Linked DNA regions of Zea mays: region 2 is linked to region 1. The links are chromatin contacts, called in public Hi-C maps. All regions are on one chromosome and are shown on one strand. The core of a region is the stretch at or near the end of the contact, and the rest is flanking DNA. Distances in the headings are between cores, read along the strand shown.

Region 1 (6,837 bases), core at 2,091-4,590:
AGATGACCGGAATTCTAGGTGTTCTAATCTCAGTGGCAGCCAACGCAGATTCCAATCTTGAAACAGCTGGTTGCATGAAGCTAGTATGGAAAGCGCCAGCAACAGCTAGGCGAACCTGGAAATACAATGATTAACAATGTAAATTCCTTTGGTAGCATACTAAGATTGAAACAAAAAGGAAAATGGGACATAAGAACTGAAAACTAAAATATGGTTAACCATATAAAATTATAGATAATAATTCCACAAATATGGCTCAAGCAAAACATTGTGGGAACACCGACCGTCATTCTGGCCTTGAAGGACTTTGCTTTGGCTTCGACTACTTCAATACCTTTTACACCACCAGAAACTGCATAATTCCCCTGCAATGTATTTTTATGTACTTCGATTCATATTAATCAAGAGCCAGCATTAGGTTAACGACAATATCAGACAAAACACTTACAGGGCACAGAAAGTTTGCTATTTGAACTCTATCGTTTTCATCTACTTCGTCATTAGCAGCATCACATAGTTCTTGCACCTTTTCTGAATCCAGACCAATCACACTAACCATCGCACTATTGGCAGCATCTGAAGCATCCTACACAGATAATGAACATTAGAAATCAATCTACAAAATCAAACAAAAGAACAATCTATTAGCATTACTGTAGACTACATCCACCATAGATAATGAACATTACAATTCAATCGACAAAATCAAACAAATTATCTCATAGTGTTTCTGTAGACAAACCTGCATAGCTTCTCCTCTTAGCTTGACAAGCTTCAGTCCATCCTCAAAGCTGCATGATGATATAGGATGTGTTAGTGTGTGTAGTTGATGTACTATCAAATCCAAGTTACAGCTGCAAAAGTAAGCTTATCAATTATCATGTATGCTTTGTTCATTCCACGATGGAGATGGTTTGACATAACAAATGAGTGCTTCTGGATAGAACGAAAGGAATACCTAAAAGCACCGGCAAATGCAAGAGCGGTATACTCTCCCAAACTGAGACCACATGTAACATCTACAGAGTTAATCACATCTTGGCCTCCATCGCGTGCACGTAGTACCTCTACTGCTGCAAGGCTGGTGACATATATAGCCGGCTGCATAAAGAACATATTCAGCAGACAGAACATAGCACTTAATTGACAAGACTGCAAATATATTGTAATTCAAAGGAATAATCCTATGCAGATTTAGAGCATGTACAATGGAGATGCTTAATAAAAAAAAACTTCTCCAACCATAGCACTTGATGCTTCGAAGGTGGATAAGATGCTTAAGTTAGCAGCAATGCTTAATGTGTGTTAACAAGGAAGTTAAACCTACCGAAGCATCTTTTTGCATTGTACTCCTATTTCAAATTATAAGATCTTTTGGCTCTTCTAGATACATTGTTTTTTGCTATGCATCTAGACATAATGTATATCTAAGTGCATAGCAAAAACTATATATCCAGAAAACACAAAATATCTTGTAATTTGGAATGGAGGGAGTAGGAATGAGTAGATGCTCTGTGGTACGGCAATATTCTCTCTTCTTAAGCACACATGTCTAAACATCTTTCATTGCACATTCCCTTACACATACAAGTATGCAATACATCTTATTCTAAACAAAACTAACGAATTAATTTCTGGAGATCCCGAACAAAATTGCTAGCTTCAAAATGCAAGTATTGGTAACCAAGACAGAGAAGGGTAGTACTTAAGAACAGTGCATAAGAATCTGAGGTTTCCATGTCAAGCATATAAATGAAAAACTACATCATATAGATCAGGCAACTTGATTTTGACAGATTTAGAAGGAGAAAAATAAGTTGAATGGAAAAGAAAATGAATTAAGTTAATTAACTATGCATGTCACCACTGGTGAAAATTACTTGGGACTCAGAAATCTACTTACCTGACTGATCATTGTTGAGTCAAGCTTTTCTTTTGGTCCATTGGTGCAAAGATCCAGCAAGTCATATCTAGATTAACCAGTACAAAGGAAAGTTTTAGCGTAACCACTACTCTTTGGAAAGATGATCGCTTGTGGACTATAAATAAGTACTGCAAAAGCAGGAGAGATGAAAAAAACGTGTATATACTAATAGAGGTTTGAAGATACCCAAGGATTTCATTTGCCTGGTTGAACAATTTGGTAGCTGCTGGAACACTCTGAGCTTCTGCCCCCATTCCAACGGTTTGGGCACCCTGAAATCAAAGCATCCAGCAATAAATGGACAGTGGGGTAGGGGATAGGCATAATGATGTCGGCATAACCATAACTCAAAAGTCATTATTTAATTGGAGAACGGTGGAGGTATTTATTTTAGAATTATGCAATTACAGCACACTAAAGCACCAGATTATAAATCGACAGAAACTCTTGACACAACCGGGCATGTACAACCCACATAAATGTATCTAAGGGGATAAGTGTAAAAAATACAAAAGACGTATCTCGGTGAAGTAACGTCTCTTGCTCGGATTATTTATTGAATCCTGCATTTTTCCTGTGTTTTTGAACTAATTCCTATAAAACTCCTATACTATAAATATTAATATTTTCTTATATAACTGTGGTCAAAGTTAAAAATGATTGACTCCTCGAAAAATGAGAATGACCAACATTTGTGTACGGAGGGAGTATCCCTAAGTATCTAACTATCACACCTTAAACCTTTGTTGCCAAATTTGATGTACGTTTACTGAAACGTGCAAAAAGGTGACCATTATTGCCGGCTTCAATTCCGAAGTCAAGACATTCTACTTGCGTAAACCATCGTATAATGGCGACCATTCACAGAATTTACTCATGTGGGTAATCCACGCGCGTGCACACGGCCCGCAATTTGCAAAAAAGAGGGCCTCAGCGTACCTGGCCGGGGAAGAGGAAAGCGGTGGTGGGCTTATAGTCGGCGAAGAGCGCGTCGGCGCCCACTGCAACCTCGGAGCCGAGCGACACCCTGACCGACGAATACCTAGATCTGGAAGATAGCGCCACCCTCGCGGTCGCCGGCGCGGCAGCCCTGGCCCGGCGCCCCGCGAGCGGGGCCGGCGCGGAGGGCCTGAGGATGGCGAGCATGGAGGCCATTGGAGAGCCCGGAGCTAGGCGGAGGCGGCAAGTCGGGAGGCGCGGCAGCGGTAAGCGCGAGGGGCGAAGAGCATGCGAGTGCGAACTGCGAAGTGCCAAGCTTTGTAACTGTGTACAGGTGGGGGGAGATGGCTGGAGGCTGGAGCTGTCCAGATGGAGGGCAGGCGGAGCTCACGAGGACGGACGAGGTGAGCGAGGACGACAGCGCCACAGCGGTGTGCTGGGACGAGTTGCGCGAGGCAGGCCGAGAAAATGGGCTTGATGGTTTCAGGACAACCTAGGCAAAGACGGGTTACTGGGCTTTCTAAGGCTTGCGTTTTCGTCGGGTTTAGGTACTCAATGGGCTTGTTTAGTTAGGTCATAGACGGCCGTTGTCTTGAAGTTTTAACTAGGTTTATAGCCCTAAATGATATGTGTAACGATCGGGTCCATTCTGCATCAACGATTCTCTTTTTTAAAACCGTGTTCATCGCCTCCATCCAAAAAAAACGCCTCGCATTTTCAGTATGGCGCGTTGGCAGATGAGCGAACGGCCCGGCGTAGGTTCGATCCTAGGATCCACACTATACCTCACATTAGAACTTGTTCGGTTATTTATATTCTATGTGTATTATAAAATTATAAAATATTTTGATTTATTTAGAATTTAAACCTACTCAATCTTGAGAGCAAAACGAACAAGCACTTAAAGATTTTCCCGGTTTAGTATATACACGTGTGCATGTTTAGTAGTATTGCGTGTGTCGCACGTACTAGAGGTCTAGGCCTCTCAATGTCTTTCTAATATTTGTATTGGATGCGCACAAATGTGTGCGCGCGTGATTGTATTCGTGACATCCTTGTACCTGATAAAAACTAAAATTTAAATTTAGTTTATCTAAAAATTAGAATTGGTAATATAAAATACCGAATATGTATTATTAGATCAGTTATGCAATATATATATATATATATATTTTATAGTAAACACATTTATAGATATATAATATGTTTATATTATTTTTATAAATCTAGTCAAACTAAAATTAATTGGCTCATGGTATTTTATTAATATAATTGGTTAAATTTAAAATATGATGCTATGTTAGAATTGTGTTTTTTATATAGAGAGAGTGTACTTTTATGATATCTTCTTCTACTATATAAAGCACAATTTTCACGTTTTTCGCTATCGTCGTGCTCCCAAAATTTAAATGATAAAAAACTAAACTTTTATATAAATGAGGATTTAAACCATGGTTGTCAACTCTAAACCCATATCCACACTCACTTCGCCAACAAAATACATACATTTTTATATTTTATATTCTATATTTAATAAATAGAAAGAGCTGTAACACACTTTGTTAGTTCTGTTAAAAGTGGCTCTCTCGAATTGGGACTTTGACTACCAGACACCTGTCAAATTCTATATTTCTATTGCGTCAAGGTCCCATCTTTCGTCCACGAGGAAATAGGCACGTTAGAGCATATCAACAGCTCTCTAGAAAATGACTCATCAAAATCAGTTTTAAGGGGTATCTAAAAAATTAGTGGGGTAGATTTTAATCCCTTATTCAACAGATTCCTTAAAACGACAAATTATTTTTAGGGAGCCCAAAAATGAAGGAGTTTTAAGGGCTATGAAAAGGTTATAAACGTTTTAGGAAAACTGTTGTAGACACGTTTTTATGTTTTTTTTCCAAAAAAATTTGATTTAGGAGAGACTTCTGGTAAACTTTTGGAGATACTCTTAGGCCCGGTGACACTTTGGCGCTAGTGTGGATTTCATCAGATTCATCGAACGGAAGAGGATCACGTCGAAAGGGAGTGAGGTGCAAGTGCAAGTGGCGCTCACAATCCCATCGGCCACCAACAACCGCGCCCCTCCATTTGCCATTGCCAGCACGGATCACAGCTGGGGTCAGAGACGGCGACGCGAGGACGCGAAAAAGACGACGACGAAATCGGGAAAGGCTCAAAGGCATAAGCGAAGCGACGTACGCTTTGGAATATACGGTGCGGCAGCTAGAATCGAAACGCCAGCAGTCCATGTTGCAGTTGCAGTTTCCCTTGCACACCGCGCGCTCCTTTTACTCGCGCCAGGCAATTGTTGATGTTACCACTTCAATTTTTACCCCGGTAGAAGTTTTCTTTTCATTTATTTACTACAACAAAAAGAACGGACAGATAGGAATGAAAGCAAGCGACGTTTTCCAGAGCAGCGTGCAAGTTCCTATCCTATCACTTGGCCTTTGCCAGGTGCTTTTTATCTTCGCTGAGAAAGAGGTTCAAGATCAACATTGTTTGGCTTACACGCCACTTTCTTTTGCGAAAAGAAAATTCCACAGTTCATGCAGATGTTGGATTTACAGACTTGACCTAACTAAGAAATTTAATTAAATCTTAGAAAAATCATAAAAGCCCACATATAACGAGGGAGTTAGCTATCCCATCGCGACCTTATCGGATCACGATCAAATCAGATCGTGAGTTTGTCGCTTCGTAGACGTGGTCCTATATAAGATGTATGCTAGCCCTTGCTAGAGACTATCTCATCCCAACCACGTGTTAGTTTTTTTTGACTCTGCTTACTGCTGTGTCGCCGTTGTGGTTTTCTTCATCCCGAGTACCGACGTGTATCTGCGATCAGGAGAGCAGGTCTTCAGAACCTGTCACATTCGAGATCCTGCACGGGGAGAGGGCGAATAAAGTTTTTGGGAACGACTGCTCGGGTTCTTCTCGTTGACTCTACTGCTTCGACGTCGTCGACCTTACTGCTTCGACCCATGTCGTTTACCAGTATGTCTGATCAGTACATATCATCTGATTTGACATCATACTCCGGTTCATTTATTATGGTAGAGATGTGCTGTATTTTTATAATTATGTTGTTAGGTAATCTGTTAGGTTACTTGTTGTGAAACATACACCTAGACTATTTATTGTTGGTTATGATTTATATTCGAAATTTAATATACAATATGTCTAATTTATCAACAATCCAAAAATCTTATTGTAGACAATTTCCTGGTTTAACTATGGCTAGTTTTGCCGACGCGTTGAAGCCAGAAAAATTCTTTGGTATGCACTTCAAGAGGTGGCAAGCCAAGGTCACGCTCTGTCTTACTGTTATAAATGTGTTTCATGTTAGTAAAGGCAAACATCAGGTGTACTGACTCCCAAGAGGAGAAAAATATGACGATGTCAATACTATCTTTACGGGAGCAATTCTTAGCGTCCCTGTTGACTGTTTGGTTAATGCGAATATACAATACACAGACGGGAAGGAGTTGGGAGATGCACTTACTACTAAGTATAGTGCATTGGATGTTGGCAGTGACATGTATGTCATGGAGAGCTTTCATGATTATAAGATGGCTGATAATCACTCTATTGTAGATGTCGGTGTTTCAAACCTCACTCCGACAAGTAAATTTGTTGTGCGTGTTCCGGGCTCCGGACGTGTGCGTGGTGGGCGCAAGATTTATACTGGTTCAGACAGAACATCCATACTTCCAGTCATCAGCGGTTTACGCTACCGACACCTTTGATGATCAAAGTGAAAGCATCTAGGCCCCTGGTTGGTTTTAGTGATTAATGACAATGTAATGTTATATGTGACTAACGTGTGTTTTGCAGAGACGAATGGTAAGTTAGGTCGCATTACAGGTAGAAGTACTACAACGGTGAAAACAATCCCGGAGATAAGAACTCGAAGCGACGGCTAAAGAGACGAAACAAAAAGTGAAGGTCTACGTAGTCCGAGTGTCAAGGAG
Region 2 (6,837 bases), core at 1,123-3,622, 410 kb after region 1:
GGAGCATTAAGTTGACGAGCCATACTATAAAGTTATGACAGAGAATTAACGAGCATCGTCTGAAGGAATAACGAGGATTTCTATGAACCAACTTGATTTCATGCCAGGAAGGTCAGCCATAGAAGCCATTTTCTTAATAAGTAATGAAGCAGTATAGGGATGACTTGAAGAAAGCTTATGATAAAATATCAAGAACTGTTATGTACTGGGTTTTGAACAAACATAAAGTTCTAATAAAGTATGTTGGACTCATTAAGGAAATGTATAACAATGTTGTGGCTAGTGTTCGAACAAGTGATCGAGACACGAACTAGTACTACATCAAGGGTCAGCTTTGAGCCCTTACCTTTTTTGTATTGGTGATGGATGAGATCACAAGAGAAATAGAATGGGATATTATCTTGGTGTATGCTTTTGCGGACAATTTAGTTCTAGTTGATGAAAGTCAGGCAACAGTAAATAGGAAACTGGAGTTTTGGCGAGAGACTCTAGAGTCCAAAGGTTTTAGACTCAGTAGAACTAAAACTGAAATATATGAGATGTGACTTCGGCAATACTATGCATGAGGAAGGAGATGTTAGTTTGGAAGGTCAAGTAGTGCACAGGGAAGATACCTTTCATTATTTAGGATCAATGCTATAGAGAGACAGGAATATTGATGACGATGTTATCCATACTTCCATAGAATCAAAACAAGATGGATGAAGTGGAATCAAGCATCTAGCGTTCTATGTGACCAGACGGTAGAACAAAAGCTAAAAAGAAAGTTTTATAGAATGGCTTAGACCTGCTATATTTTATAGTGTAGAATATTGACCTACAAAAAACGACAAGTTCAAGAGATAAGTGTTGCGTGAATGTGTAGGTTGTGTTGGATTTGTGGCCATACAGGACAAGGTCGAGTCTGAAACGATGATATATGTGATAAGTTAGGGGTAACATCTATTGAAGAAAAGTTTGTCCAACACCGATTGAGATGGTTTGGGTATGTCCAACGGAGACCTCCATAGGCACCAACGTGTAATGGAATTTTAACGGGTGTTTGGTTCCCACATCCTAAACTTCATTTTTAGTCCCTAAATTGTCAAACGGTATGACTAAATGAGGCCTCCTAAATAGAAATTTTAGGGACTAAAATTTATTCACTAAAGTTTAGGAGGGTGATTAAAGAAACCAAACACCCCCAAGACATGATGGCAATGAGAAGGGAAACATTCAAACATGGGAAGACCAAAGTTGACATGAGAATAAATAGTAAAAGGAGACTTAAAAGGATAAAATATATCCAAAGGTTTAGCTTTTCAAATAAGAGTGAATGAAAAACAGCTATCTATGTCTGGTGGTTTCCGTTGGATTTTAACTCTAGCTACCCCAACTTGGGACTAAAAGCCTTTGTTGTTGCTGTTGTTGAAGCAAGTGCTTCTTTCAGCATCTTAACAGGATGATTAGTACAACTGAACAATGCAATCTTTAGTTTTATTATCAACAAATGCAGTGAAATAAGTTGGGATGAATCTGCCACCTCTATTCCTCATGTCAACCAACACCCCAGTTAGACAGGAAATGTATCATCTTACAGATCACAGTTTCTGATATTCATTTCTGCTCTTTTTTGGTTGATGATCGTGTCATATATCAATTATATGCAATAAAAGTGCATAGTTTCTTGCAAAACTACCAGTAAGGACAATATTTAACAACTACACAGTCTCGTTTCCCCAATAGCAAGCGCTACTGCAACAATAGGCAGAAATTGCGTAGCGGACAACCTAACTAAGTTGTGACAAGTCACTGAGGAAGTTTTGGAGCCGCCCGTAACTAAGGACCAAAACTGATCCAAAGTGAAACCATTCAATATCAAGAATTGCCATACTCCGAAAGCCAGATAGCCCAGAACCAAAACATTGATTAAGGCAGCCGCTTCCGCCTCGGAATCTTAATGGCTCACCTTGTGCTCGTTCTTGTTGACACCGTATCCGCTGCGGTACATCTGGCCGACGAGCACCTGCATGGTGATGTCGCCGGCGCGCGCCTCCTTGAGTGCGTCCTGGAACCACCGCCTCGTGCAGTCCGACACCACCTCCGCGAGCGGAACCCTCTCGTCCGCCTCTAGCCCGCACGCCGCCGCCAAATCCCGCACCTCGGCCCGCCCGGAGCTGGCCGCGGCAGCGGCGGCAGCGGATTTCCTGGGCGTATCCAGCGGGGCAGACGGCGTCTTATCTGCCCTCCCGGCGGATGCGGCGGTATCGGATGGGACGCGAAGGCTGCGGGCGTACGAGCGAACCGCGGCGGCGGCGGCGGCGGTGGCGGCGGCAGGTAGGTGCTTGCCCATGCAAATGTGGGGTTTCTTGGGAGGGGAACAGAGGGGAATTTGAGAGAAATGCGGGGGCTTTTGTGCGAAAAGGAGGTGTCCTCCTTTGCCAAAGGTGGAAAAGTTGGTGGCGTGGAAAGGAAGAGCCGGAACATTGCGGTGAATTTATACAATTTTAAATTATTTTTCTGTCTTCTTTTTTGATTTCTTGGGTGGGAATGGCTACCGCGTGAAGCAATCGGTGTGATCACGACACGTAGAATTTTGTTAAAATAATAAATAATACTGGTATGTATAGTTGAAACAGCATGTATGTATAGTTTCTGGTAAAATTGGTTGATCCTAGATCTTGACGATAAATATGTTCATAACATTAATACTAAAAGTCTCTAGTCTAATGATTTGAATCCCACTTTTATCTAGCATTGTTATTTAGGTCATATAAATGAGAAATGCATAAAGATGATCCACAAAGATGGTCTTCTTAACTCTTGATTTTGAAACATTTGGGATTTGTGGGTTGTGCTTACGTAGCAAGATGACTAAGGCACTTTTTAGTGGTCAAAGTGAGAGAGCAAGTGACTTATTTGGTATGTGGACCAATGAGTTCAGTAGCTAGATGTGGTTTTTAGTACCTCATCACTTTTACTGATGACTTCAGTAGATATGGCCATATGGGTGTGCCTACTTAACGAGGCACAAGTCTGAATCGTTTGAAAAGTGCAAAGAATTTTAGATTGAGGTACAAAATCATATGGTCAAAACTGTTATTTTGATGAAAAAGTCAAAATCTTTGGCTTCAAGAATGAAGAGGGGCCTTGTGTTTACAAGAAGGATTGTGGGAGCACACACATGTATTCATGGTTGTATATGTAGATGACATATTATTGATTGAAAATGATATTCCTATGTTACAAGTCGTCAAGTATTCATTAAGAAATAGTTTTTCTATGAAAGATCTAGAAGAGGAATCTTACATTTAGGCATGCAGATTTATAGAGATAGATCAAAAGTGTTAATTGGATTAAGACAAAGTACGTACATTGACAAGGTATTAAAATGCTTCAATATACAAGATTCTAAGAAAGGTTTCTTGCCAATGTCACATGACAATGACATTACCCTAAGCGATACTTGGTGTCCTTTGACACCTAATAAGAAAAAAATGATGAGTGTGATTATGTATGCCTCCATGGTCGTATCCATCATGTATGTCATTGTATATACACATCTAAATCTTACTTATGCTCTGAGCATTACAAGTAGGTATCAATCTAACCCTAGTGAGGCTCACTGGTGGTTGTAAAGGATATCCTAAAGTATTTGCGAAGAACTAAGGATATGTTCCTAGTTTATGCATGTGAGGAATATCTCATTGTAAATGGTTACACTGATGCTAGTTTCCAAATCAATAAAGATGATAGTCAATCGCATTCGGAATTGTGTTATGCCTCAATGGAGGAGTAATAAGTTAGAAAAAATTAAGAGATGATGGCTGATTCTACGATAGAGGTCGAGTATGTAATAACGTTAGAAGGTACTAAGGAGTCTGTTTGAATCAGGATGTTTGTTTCTAAGTGGGGTTTGGTTCTGAGCGTGTCTAATGCTTTGGGCCTTTATTGTGATAATAATGGTGCCATTACATAGGCCAAGGAACCTAAATCACATAAAAATATAAGCATATAATTTAGCTCTATCACCTTATTCACAAGATCGCTAATAGAGGCGATGTGAAGATTTATAAAGTGCACACGAGTTTTGAATGTTATTGATCCATTGATGTCGGGGACCATAATTAGGGGTACCCTTAAGGCTCCTAATTCTCAGCTGGTAACCCCATCAACATAAAGCTGCAAAGGCCTGATGGGTGCGATTAAGTCAGGGATCGGTCCATTCGAGGGACTCGATCACGCCTCGCCCGAGCCTAGCCTCGGACAAGGGCAGCCGACCCCGGAGGATCTCCGCCTCGCCCGAGGCCCCCCTCCAGCGGCTAACGTATTTCCAGCTCGCCCGAGGCCCTGTCTTCGCCAAGAAGCAACCCTGACCAAATCGTCGCGCCGACCGACCAAATCGCAGGAGCATTTAATGCAAAAGTGGTCTGACGCGCGCCCTTCAGCCGACAGAGCCGAAGTGACCGCCATCACTTCGTCGCTCCACTGACCGGCCTGACAGAAAGACAGCGCTGCCTGCGCCGCTCCGACTGCGGTACCACTTGACAGAGTGAGGCTGACAGGCAGTCAGGCCCGACCGCAGGCACCATAGGAAGCTCCGCTTCGCCCGACCCAGGGCTCGGACTCGGGCTAAGTCCCGGAAGACGGCGAACTCCGCTCCGCCCGACCCAGGGCTCGGACTCGGGCTAAGTCCCGGAAGACGGCGAACTCCGCTCCGCCCGACCAGGGGCTCGGACTCGGGCTAAGTCCCGGAAGACGGCGAACTCCGCTCCGCCCGACCTAGGGCTCGGACTTGGGCTCAGCCCTAGAAGACGACGAACTCCGCTTCGCCCGACCCCAGGGCTCGGACTCCACCCTGGCCTCAGCCGACGGTCTCCGCCTCGCCCGACCCAGGGGCTCGGACTCGACCTCGGCCACGGAAGACAGACTCGACCTCGGCTTCGGAGGAGCTTCCACATTGCCCAACCTAGGGCGCAGACCAGCCACGTCAATAGGAGGCACCATCATCACCCTACCCCAAGCTGACTCGGGCCACGGGGAACAAGACCGGTGTCCCATCTGGCTCGCTCCGCCAGATAGGCAATGATGGCGCCTCGCATACTCTGTGACGACGGCGGCTCTCAGCCCCCTTACGGAAGCAAGAGGACGTCAGCAAGGACTCAACAGCTCCGACAGTTGTCCCTCCGCCAGGCTCCAGCGCTCCTCCGATGGCCACGACATCACACCAGCTGGGTGCCAAAATCTCTCCGGCTGCCACAACGGCATGTACTTAGGGCGCTAGCTCTCCTCCGCTAGACACGTAGCACTCTGCTACACCCCCCATTGTACACCTGGATCCTCTCCTTACGCCTATAAAAGGAAGGACCAGGGGCCTCTTAGAGAGGGTTGGCCGCGCGGGGACGAGGACGAGACAGGCGCTCGCGTGAGGCCGCTCGCTCCCTCTCCCGTGTGGACGCTTGTAACCCCCTACTGCAAGCGCACCCGACCTGGGCGTGGGACGAACACGAAGGCCGCGGGATTTCCACCTCTCTCACGCCCATCTCCGGCCACCTCACTTCCCCCCTTCGCGCTCGGCCTCGCGCCGACCCATCTGGGCTGGGGCACGCGGCGACATTTCACTCATCGGCTTAGGGACCCCCCGGTCTCGAAACGCCGACAGTTGGCGCGCCAGGTAGGGGCCTGCTGCGTGTTGACGAACAGCTTCCCGTCAAGCTCCAGATGGACAGTCTCCAGCAACCTCTCCGACCCGGGACGGTGCTCCGTTTCGGGAGCCTTGAGTTCATGTCCCTCGACGGCGGCTACGACATGATACCCCTTCCACCGCCGGACGACAGCGACAATGGCGGCCGACAGCCCGCCCGCCGGTGGCGGAATCGACGACGTCTTCCCCGCGTGGTGGAAGAACAACATTCGAGCTCGCCCCGTCCTCTCCCCCGCCAACGGAGGAGGAGGCGGGGCAACCAAGGTCAAGCGGGAGGCAGCGCCTCGTCGGCTGTCGAGCGAGTCGACGGCCCCAGCGCCCCAACGGGGGGCGCGTCGGGCATCGACCTCGCGTTTGAGACGAAGGCGAGCGCCGTCTCCCCGCGACACGCCAATTCCGAGCAAACGGACGACGCCGGCACGCTCGCGAAAGGCTTGCTGGACGTCACTCTCGTACCTGAGACGACGGTGCAGTCAGTCCCCGACGTGACTTCATCACCGCCCGTCGACCAAGAGGTACCGACCGATTCCCATCTCGCGCTTTTCGGATTCAGCCTCAACCCGCCAAGCGACCTCGCTTTGGCGGACGCTCTCGTAGAGGCGAGTCCTAACCCTATGGGGTTTCGTATGCGGTCGCCCTGGGACCGGCTGACGGACGTCTCGACCTACGGGCCCTCCGGGTCCGAGGAAGACGACGAGCCCAGCTTCTGTTGGGATTTCTCCGGACTTGGCAACCCCAGTGCCATGCGGGACTTCATGACCGCATGCGACTACTGCCTTTCCGACTGTTCCGATGGTAGCCGTAGCCTCGGCGATGAGGACTGCGGCCCAAGCCGCGAATGTTTCCACGTCGATCTAGGGGGTCCCTCCGAAGGCAACCATCTCGGCATGCCGGAGGACGGTGACCTCCCTAGGCCGGTGCCTCGCGTTGACATCCCACGGGAGCTAGCTGTGGTCCCCGTTCAGGTGGGTGGCCATGACCCACAGCTCGAGCAAATCTGCGGGGTGCAGGCCAGGCTCGACGAGGGAGCAGGAGCGCTTGAGCCGATCCGCCGAGACGTCGGGCAGGAATGGGCGGGCCAGCCTCCGGCCGGAGAAATACGTCATCTACCCCAGGGCTTCCAGCACCGCATCGCCGACGATGTCAGGGTCAGG

What was found. Hi-C and Micro-C count contacts between places; a contact is called where the count stands out from the background.
Region 2: a Hi-C map of endosperm shows a contact between it and region 1, with 3 times the contacts expected there. The contact joins the promoter of LOC100277064 here to the promoter of LOC100283964 in region 1. A contact is called at or near these places in 6 of 25 Hi-C or Micro-C datasets (bundle sheath, ear, endosperm and 3 more).

The regions. Positions count from the first base shown.
Region 1 is chr1:45,976,172-45,983,008 of Zm-B73-REFERENCE-NAM-5.0, forward strand. LOC100283964 reads right to left here and starts at 3,341. Exons shown (of 10, transcript NM_001156862.2): 1 at 2,864-3,341; 2 at 2,111-2,196; 3 at 1,904-1,970; 4 at 959-1,101; 5 at 743-791; 6 at 449-586; 7 at 285-365; 8 at 1-115. The coding sequence starts at 3,079.
Region 2 is chr1:46,385,835-46,392,671 of Zm-B73-REFERENCE-NAM-5.0, forward strand. It overlaps LOC100277064, which reads right to left and starts at 2,373. Exons shown (of 4, transcript NM_001150731.1): 1 at 1,949-2,373. The coding sequence starts at 2,332.